Linked DNA regions of Macaca mulatta: region 1 is linked to region 2. Evidence: chromatin contacts called from public Hi-C data. All regions are on one chromosome and are shown on one strand. The core of a region is the stretch at or near the end of the contact, and the rest is flanking DNA. Distances in the headings are between cores, read along the strand shown. Region 1 holds the start of PIP4K2B (phosphatidylinositol-5-phosphate 4-kinase type 2 beta). Region 2 holds the start of PSMB3 (proteasome 20S subunit beta 3).

Region 1 (4,275 bases), core at 1,020-3,519, 51 kb after region 2:
GGACAGACTCATGCCTGCCTATCGGAACACCATGCATCACACACACTCCCAGGACCTGACATGCATAGGCACATAACCCAGAGCATACACTCACCTTCTCTAACCAGACTATAACTTCCCATCTATCCTGAGACTTGGCTGAGAGAGAGAAAAAGCAACAGGAGGCAAAGAAAACAAGACCAGCCACTCAGGCACCACCCTTGGCTGATACAGTCCCATGGTGCTAGACAATGAGTGGCATCTCTTGCTGTGACCACAGGCAAGCTAATCCTCCACCCGAGGCCTCCTTTTCTTCATGTGTAAAATGAGGGACCCGAAGTTCCTTGTGGCTAGCTGTAATACACCTGACTCTCAGGCCTCTACCAGTTCTCTACAGACGGGTTGCTTTCTGTGAGAAACAGAACTGGCAGAGAGAGGCCTGGTAGAGTGAGAAGCAGGATGCAGAACAAAATCAAGGAGTGACTTCCAGAAAGGGACATGGGGTTCATATTCTGATCACCCAGTTTCCCTAGAAATGCTGTCAGATAACCCCTGGGGCAGCAGGAAGACCGAGTCACAAACTGGGCTGGATTGTTGGCCCGAAGCAGCTCCTAGAGGTCTGGGCATTATACCACTGGTACTCCCTATCCTGGCAGGACCCTCACTAACACCAGTGATGACAGTGAAAACAGTAACCTGCCCAAGACCAAGAAACCACAGAGACCTCAATTTACACGTGCACTTTTCTAAATGACAGGTCAAGATCTAAAACCCTAGCTCAGATTACGGTTCATCCATCTCCACCCAAAGGCACCTTCAGCCCCTCTGCCAAAGCAATGTAAAGTCTTGCTGGCCCTCTTTGTCATCGCTTGGTCTTGTGGGCAATTTCAAGCACTCACAAGTGAACCTAAAGAACTGAAATCCACAGGAAACCCAAGCTTGATCCTCCTTATTCCAAAATTCTAGTTAGTGAAGTTGGTGTTTCGGGTCCTTTGACTTCCTTTGCTCATTCCTAGTGTGGGGATTCATAAAGAAATGGTCAGAAGGCAAAGAGCAAGTGGTTGGAAAAGGGAGAAGAAAGACCCTGAACAAACACCACATAAACAGTCTTCCAGCTCAAACACCGTCAGCATCCAACTTCCTGGCAGGGGCTGTTGAACAATCTCAAAGCACCCTAAGGACCCAGGGGACCGATCTCTCCTATCTAGGGCCATAATCACTATGCATCATCACACCCTTGCATCCACACAACAGATAAGTCAACATCTTTGAAATGATCACCTTCAAAAACTATGGGAAGTCATATTATTTCTACTATGAATAGTCCCTCCTTATAACCAGGCATCCTCTTCTCTCAAATGGTTAATAGCCATTCTCTCTTCTCCCTAACCCGGAGACACCTGGGTAAAGTGTCTGCTTCAAGGAAGCCTAAGCTTCTCCAGTTAATACATCTTGTTCAAGAGAAAAAAAAAAGGAAACCCAGGGTGGAGTTCTACATTCAAGGGTAAGGAGGCCTGGAGGATAGGAAAATTTGAGCAGCCACAACAAACGATCAGAAAGAGAGGACTATTTGGGCAGACCACTGCTACTTGACAAAGCTGGCAGCCGGCTATAAGGAACAAGAGGAAATATACATGCAACAAATAGGGTGAGGGAGTAAGAGGAGAAGGTGCAGGGATGAAAGCGACTCCACTGCACCCAGGCCTTGCCTTTGCGCTCCAGGGCTGCCCCAAGCGAGCACGCCACACGCAGAAAGCCAGAAGGGCTGGAGGGAAGGGGAGGTGGCGACGGCAGACTACAGAGACACCAGGCCTCGCGTGGAGTGCGGGGAGTGTACACGGGGCCGAACGGCGTGCAAGGGTGGGGTGGGCGTGCAAGTGGCTTGGCGAGGGGTGGCAAGCGTCACCGGCAGGGCCTGCGGGGCAAAGGCCCAGGGCTGCGGGGGGCGTGGGAGCGCGCGGGGCCGCGCTCAGAGGGGCGCGCAGGAGCTGGTTACCGTGTGGTTCACCCCCCACATCAGGACGCTGAGGATCGGCTCGCTGGCCCGGAATAGCTTCACTTTCTGGCACACGAAATGCTTCTTCTTGGTCTTGGTCTTGCTGGCGCTGAGCGGCGCCACCGCCACCGCCGTGGTGCTGGTGCAGTTAGACGACATGCCCGGGGCGGCGGCGGCGGCGGCGGCGGCGAAAGGGGGGCGGTGGAGACAGCGCACAAGCCAGCGGCCTCAGGCCTCCCCCGGACCGATCCCCACCCCCGCTCCCTTACCGCACCATGGTCGCGCCCGTCCCGTTACCTCCCCACCCCGCCCCGGTGGTTCCGTCCGCCCCACGCCCCGCCCTCCCGCCCCGCCCCGGGGAGCCGGCCGGCCCGCTCCGCACCCCGCCCCCAGGCGGTGCAGCAGCCCTGCAGTCCCCTGGCCCCGTCCTCCCCACTCGCGTGGTACGGCCCGTCCCGGGGAGGCAGCGGCCGCCCCGCCCGCCCCTCCTCCCCGGGCCTGACACAAACCCGCCTGGCCTCCGAACGCCTCGGGGCCCCGCACCGGAGCGGGAAGAGGAGGAGGGCTGGGCAGGCGTAGCTGTGGATCGCGGGAGGGGCTCCCCGCCTGGGCCCCCCAACGCCAGGGTTTGGCTCTTTCCCTCAACCCGAATGCCAAGATGGCGGCGACGCCACCGCTCCGGAAGGGAAGGAGGGGCGGGAATGCGAGGAGGGCGGGACGTACCATGCCCACCCCGGGGGAGAGGAGGGACGCAGCCAGGGGAAGAGGAAGTCCAGCCTGGAAAGCCAAGGAACGCCCCCTCGCTCCACCCAAGCGTGGATCTACCCACTCCGCTGGGTCCCGGGCGCGCTCCACCCGCGGGGCACGCCCCTTTCCCCCAGGGCCAATGAGAAGCAGGCCGGGAACATTGGTTTTTATGAATGGGCCCCGCGCCCACCCACCTGCTGCCTGGTCTCCCCGCAAAGGGTCAGAGCTCAGAGGCCGCCAGCACCTTCGGACACCTATCCCACTAATCGTCTTACTCTGGCTCATTTCGTAAAATCTTTGACTAAACTGCCCCACGCTTTGTTACATAATTCTCAGATGAGGGATCTCCATATATTCGACACAAATCACAGGTCAACGTTGTTCTTTCTGTATGGAAATTCGTAAATATGGTACTCCACAGGTGGTCGCTCTTTAAACAGTTACAAAAATAAATGTGGCCTTTATTACCAATTAATAAAATAAACATAATTAACCCCGGCATAAGGAAGCATGATGAAGTGATTAAATGAAAAAACTTACGTTACATTCTCTAGGGAAAGATCGGGTTTCAAGCATTACAGTGCCTGGCATCGTAAGTGTTGAAAAACAGAAATCCAAATACATTTTAAGCAGAATTAGGAATCAGCAGAACAAGGAAATCGCCCTGCTAATGTGCGGGTCAAGAGGGCCTAGGAGTTCATTGGTCAAATGAGGGCTTCTGGTGAAAGAATAGAGAAGGGAAAAGGAGTAAAGATAGAAGAGGGCCCCTTGAGGGTTTTTTTTGTTTTTTTAGTACCTGACTGAAAGAGACTAGCAAACAACTCCTGAAAATCTGTAATTGTAATCTTCATTTCTTACACAGTAAGAAATGAAGCCGTGAAATTAAAAGCTTCCATTTTATTTTCCTTTAGGAGCCATGGAGCATATTGGCAATTTGGTTCTGACTCCTAAAATCATTTTACTATACCTTTACACTGCCTACATTGGAGACTGCAAGCAGTGGAAAAGAAGATACTCCAGATCCTGTCGATAAACCCAGGCTCCTCCTAAATCAGCCAGATTCAGAGAAAAACGAGCTGGCCTGCCTTATTTTATTCCTTGCCATCAAGGTTCAATGCGGTTCTATTACCTAGTAAAGTCACTGACCAAACAAGGTATTTTCACAAAGCCAACCTTTTTTAAAAGCATGTAAGAATTATACATTTGTACATATACACATTACACTTTTACATCCAAAGATCAAATAGTTAACAGTTCATTTAGGGCTGTTTGTATTGTTTGATTTTCCAGATTCTGTCACTCCCTTGGCTTTGACCTAACCTGACATCATTCTGTCACATTATCTTTTTTTTTTTAATTTTTTATTTTTTTTGAGATGAAGTCTCGCTCTGTTGCCCAGGCTGGAGTGCAGTGGTGCGATCTCGGCTCACTGCAAGCTCCGCCTCCCGGGTTCACGCCATTCTCCTGCCTCAGCCTCCCGAGTAGCTGGTACTACAGGCGTCCACCACCATGTCTGGCTAGTTTTTTGTATTTTTAGTAGAGATGGGTTTTCA
Region 2 (3,991 bases), core at 226-2,725:
TTCCGCACTCACCCTGCCTAGTTGTCTGTCATGTCCCTTCTTTCCTTGTATCACAACAATGTTCTCCCTTTCTCATCTTTGTTTCTCTTCATACCTGTTTCTCTGCGTGTCTCTCTCTCATTCCCTTCCCTTCCAAATGTAGTATTTGGAGATTGTAATATCGACTGAGGCAGACAATAAAAAACTGTCGAACCTCCACTGTAAATTCATGCCTAATCCTACGAAAAAATGCATCCTGAAACATGTTCCTTGCACAGTGAAACAAAAACCTCTGTCTTTAGGTTTCCTGCCATCCAGCTTGGAGGCGGGGTGGGGGGTGTGGAGGGAAGTGCTGGATAAATTATCCCATTATTGACTGAGCAGCAAAGAATTTTCAAGAACAGTGATTCTCCTAGAAAAAGTATTGCTGCTGCCATTTCTATGCAAAATTTGGCTTTTGAGTAAAAGGCTTAGGTTTTTATCTTACGGGGGGCGGGAGGAACAAAACCCAAAAGACAAAAAAAAAAAACCCACCGCGTCCCTGGGTGGGCTCGAACCACCAACCTTTCGGTTAACAGCCGAACGCGCTAACCGATTGCGCCACAGAGACCGCGACGATTGCTGGCGTGGTGGTGAGTCGAGTCAATGGGAGCGAGCCTGGACGGTGCAGACGCCGTAAGAGATGCCGCCATCGGGCGAAATAAGTGGAACCCGGGGGAGAAAGGGAAGGATCCTGATGGGGGAGGAGGACGAAAGGGCTTGGGAGGAGAGGACGCGGGACGTGCACCCCCTTCCTCCATTGGCTTGGCGAGAGGTCGACTGGCTGTCCTCAGGTTCTACCTCAAACGTGGAGAGGCCCGGAACATCCTTTTTTAGGGTGACCTGAGATTGAAGATACGTGAAGTCGGCGCGCAGGAAGTCCCCCAAATCAGAACAGCCTTGGGCTTCCAAACTCCCCTTCGCAGCTGAACCCCTGCAGCCGCAGAATACCCACGACGCCTACCCGCGACGCCTTCCACTTCCCACCTGCATCATTAAATTTACATTTAATGGGCGCCTCGTATATACCAGGCACTGTTGTGGGCCAGTGACTATTCAGAGCCTAGGCAAGTGCCTGGTACACAGTAAACGTAAGGATTTCTGGAGTGAATAAATAAGCTAGCACGACTAATAGGACGAACTCATACATCACGGTGATAAGCGTCACGGTGCCCCTTCAGCTGGGGCCGCAGCCCCCTAAACCCAGTTTCACCAGCCCACGTGCGCGCAGGCTCCGCCCCCAGTCCCGAGTCAGGTCCGCCGAGATCCCACTATGCACCGTGTTGCAAGCCTCTTCCGCACCCACAGTGACTTTTCACTTCCGCTTTTCCCGCCTCCGTTTTGACTTTGCAACCAAACTACCTGTACTGGTGACCGACAGGGATGCGGGACCAATAGAAAGCCCAGATGTCCAGGAAGAGTCCGCCTATCAGCCAATAAAGAGACAGCAGCGAGAGCGGTTGCGCAGTGAAGGCTAGACCCGGTTTACTGGAATTGCTCCGGCGATCGAGGGGTCCTAGTACACCGCAATCATGGTGAGATGGGGAGTTAAAGCAAAGGAGCACAGGGAAGGATTGAGAAGCGGAGGGGGTCGGGAGAGGCTTGGGGACGAAAAGGGCCAAGGGTCGATGGAAGGAAACGGTTTCAGTTCGAGGGGAGCGGACCCCGGTGAGGACCAAGAGGGTGAGTGCGGCTCATCGCCGCCACACAGTGCTCATCCCAGCTGGAGAACCAGGGGTTCAGGCGCCTCCGGAATGGAGAACGGGCGTACAGGAGCCTCCGCATCAGGAGCTGGGCCGGGGGCTGTCGCAGCGTTTGAACCCCCGCGCTGACCCCTTCGCTCTGTCTGTCCTAGTCTATTATGTCCTATAACGGAGGGGCCGTCATGGCCATGAAGGGGAAGAACTGTGTGGCCATCGCTGCAGACAGGCGCTTCGGGATCCAGGCCCAGATGGTGACCACGGACTTCCAGAAGATCTTTCCAATGGGTGACCGGCTGTACATCGGTCTGGCCGGGCTCGCCACTGACGTCCAGACAGTGTAAGTTTCAAGGGTCCCTGCCCACACCCAGGTCTCTTCTTGGACCATCCTCCCCTGGCGTCTTGACCGGCCAAGGTGTCAGTCATCTACCACACACCACCAGTGAGTTTGAGACTTTGCCGCACACCATAGCGATACAGAGATGTATCCTAACCAACTTTTACCCGCATTTCCGCTGTGCCAGGCTCTGTGGAAAACACCTCACATTCATGGACTTACTTAATCCTCTCCCTGAGGATTCCATGTTGCCATCCCATTTTGCAGATGAGGAAACTGAGGGTCTCAGAGAGTGTCTTGCCCAAGAAGCAAAGTCAATGAGTGTCAGCCAAGATTCCCACGCGAGTCTCTCTAAGGCCGAAGTCAGCGCTCAGTCCCTAAAGAGCGAGACTGTCTCCAGAAACGTGTCCCTCCCTTTTTTCTCTTTCTTTTTTTTTTTTTTTTTTTTTTTTTGAGACAGGGACTTGCTTTGTCACCCAGGCTGGAGCTCAGCGGCGTGATCTTGGCTCACTGCAACCTCCACCTCCCAGGCTCAAGCGATTTTTGTGCCTCAGCCTCCTGAGTAGCTGGGACTACAGGCACGCACCACCATGCCTGGCTAATTTTTGTATTTTTAGTAGAGACAGGGTTTCACCATGTTGGCCAGGCTGGTATGGAACTCCTGACCTCAAGTGATCCACCTGCCTCAGCCTCCCAAAGTGCTGAGATTACAGGCATGAGCTACCGCACCTGGCCTGACTTTGATTTTGACACCAATTTTGAGGGGACAAGGCAAGCCCAACAGAAACATCTTACAAACAGTTGGGGTTTTGATATTACATCTCAGGGTTGGGGAAGCATTGGCAATGTGCCAAATCTATGGGAGCAGATTCTGGAGAGACAAAGTCTGTAGAGAGGGAAATAATGAGTAGCAGTTTAAGAGCTGAACCTTACATTTAGCAGTGAGGCGACAAGAGAAACCAGATAATAAGAAGAGAGGAAAAGAATGGCGATAGGCTTTCAGGAGGGAATATGTGGTCACAGGGGGCAGGTGCTGCAGGGTACTGGTGGCCTGAGGAGCGGCAGGTCCTGGATTTGTTTCCTAGAAGGTGGAGAGACTAGCTCACAAGTGTGGGTGGATGCCTGTCAGAAAATGTTCTCATTTTGGCCAGGCGCGGTGGCTCACACCTGTAATACCAACACTTTGGGAGGTGGGCGGATATCTTGAGGAGTTCCAGACCAGCCTGGCCAACATGGTGAAACCCTGTCTCTACTAAAAATACAGAAATTAACTGGGCGTGGTTGTGATCACCTGTAATCCCAGCTCCTCGGGAGGCTAAGGCTGGAGAATTGCTTGAACCTGAGAGACGGAGGTTGCAGTGAGCTGAGATTGTGCCACTGCACTCTAGCCTGGGCAACAGAGTGAGATTCTGTCTCAGAAATAAAAAGAAGGCAATTAAAAAAGAAAATGTTCTCATTTCTCTTAAAACTCCCTGAGTCTCAAGAACATAACACTGAGATCTCGCAGCCCTTTTTTCCTATCCTGGTAGAGTCAGAGAATGACATCCTGGGGTTCCTGTCAGTGTGAAGTCTCCTGTGAGCCTTCCCCTCTCCAGTCACTGCTGTTCTCACACCATTTCCTTTTCTTCAGAGGGCTTTTCTCACCGCGTTTGCTTGTTTGTGGGCAATAACTGCCCATTTCACTAGGCCTCGGTTTCCCTACCTGGAAGATGAATCTCAAGTCATTTCTAAGGCTCTTTGCTCTGGTGTCCTGAGACACTGCTTTGCCTCCAGCAGGTGTGGCATTGGTCTGCTCTATGCAGGGGCCTATCCTGGGACTCTGAAATGGAACTGGCAAGCTGTGACCTTTTTTCCTTTTTTCACCAAAGCTGCCAAGTGGCCTTTTTCTTTTTGGAGACGGGAATCTCGCTCTGTCGCCCAGGCTGGAGTGCAGTGG

The links. Hi-C and Micro-C count contacts between places; a contact is called where the count stands out from the background.
Region 1: a Hi-C map of fetal cortex germinal zone shows a contact between it and region 2, with 2.3 times the contacts expected there. The contact joins the promoter of PIP4K2B here to the promoter of PSMB3 in region 2. A contact is called at or near these places in 2 of 14 Hi-C or Micro-C datasets (fetal cortex germinal zone and fetal cortical plate).

Annotation. Positions count from the first base shown.
Region 1 is chr16:63,084,487-63,088,761 of T2T-MMU8v2.0, forward strand. It overlaps PIP4K2B (phosphatidylinositol-5-phosphate 4-kinase type 2 beta), which reads right to left and starts at 2,270. Exons shown (of 15, transcript XR_013406683.1): 1 at 1,976-2,270. CWC25 (CWC25 spliceosome associated protein homolog) reads right to left here. Exons shown (of 10, transcript XM_028836432.2): 10 at 3,880-4,275.
Region 2 is chr16:63,033,881-63,037,871 of T2T-MMU8v2.0, forward strand. It overlaps PSMB3 (proteasome 20S subunit beta 3), which reads left to right and starts at 1,476. Exons shown (of 6, transcript NM_001257817.1): 1 at 1,476-1,553; 2 at 1,874-2,058. The coding sequence starts at 1,551. TRNAN-GUU (transfer RNA asparagine (anticodon GUU)) reads right to left here and starts at 589; the gene lies at 516-589. It also overlaps the pseudogene LOC106994032.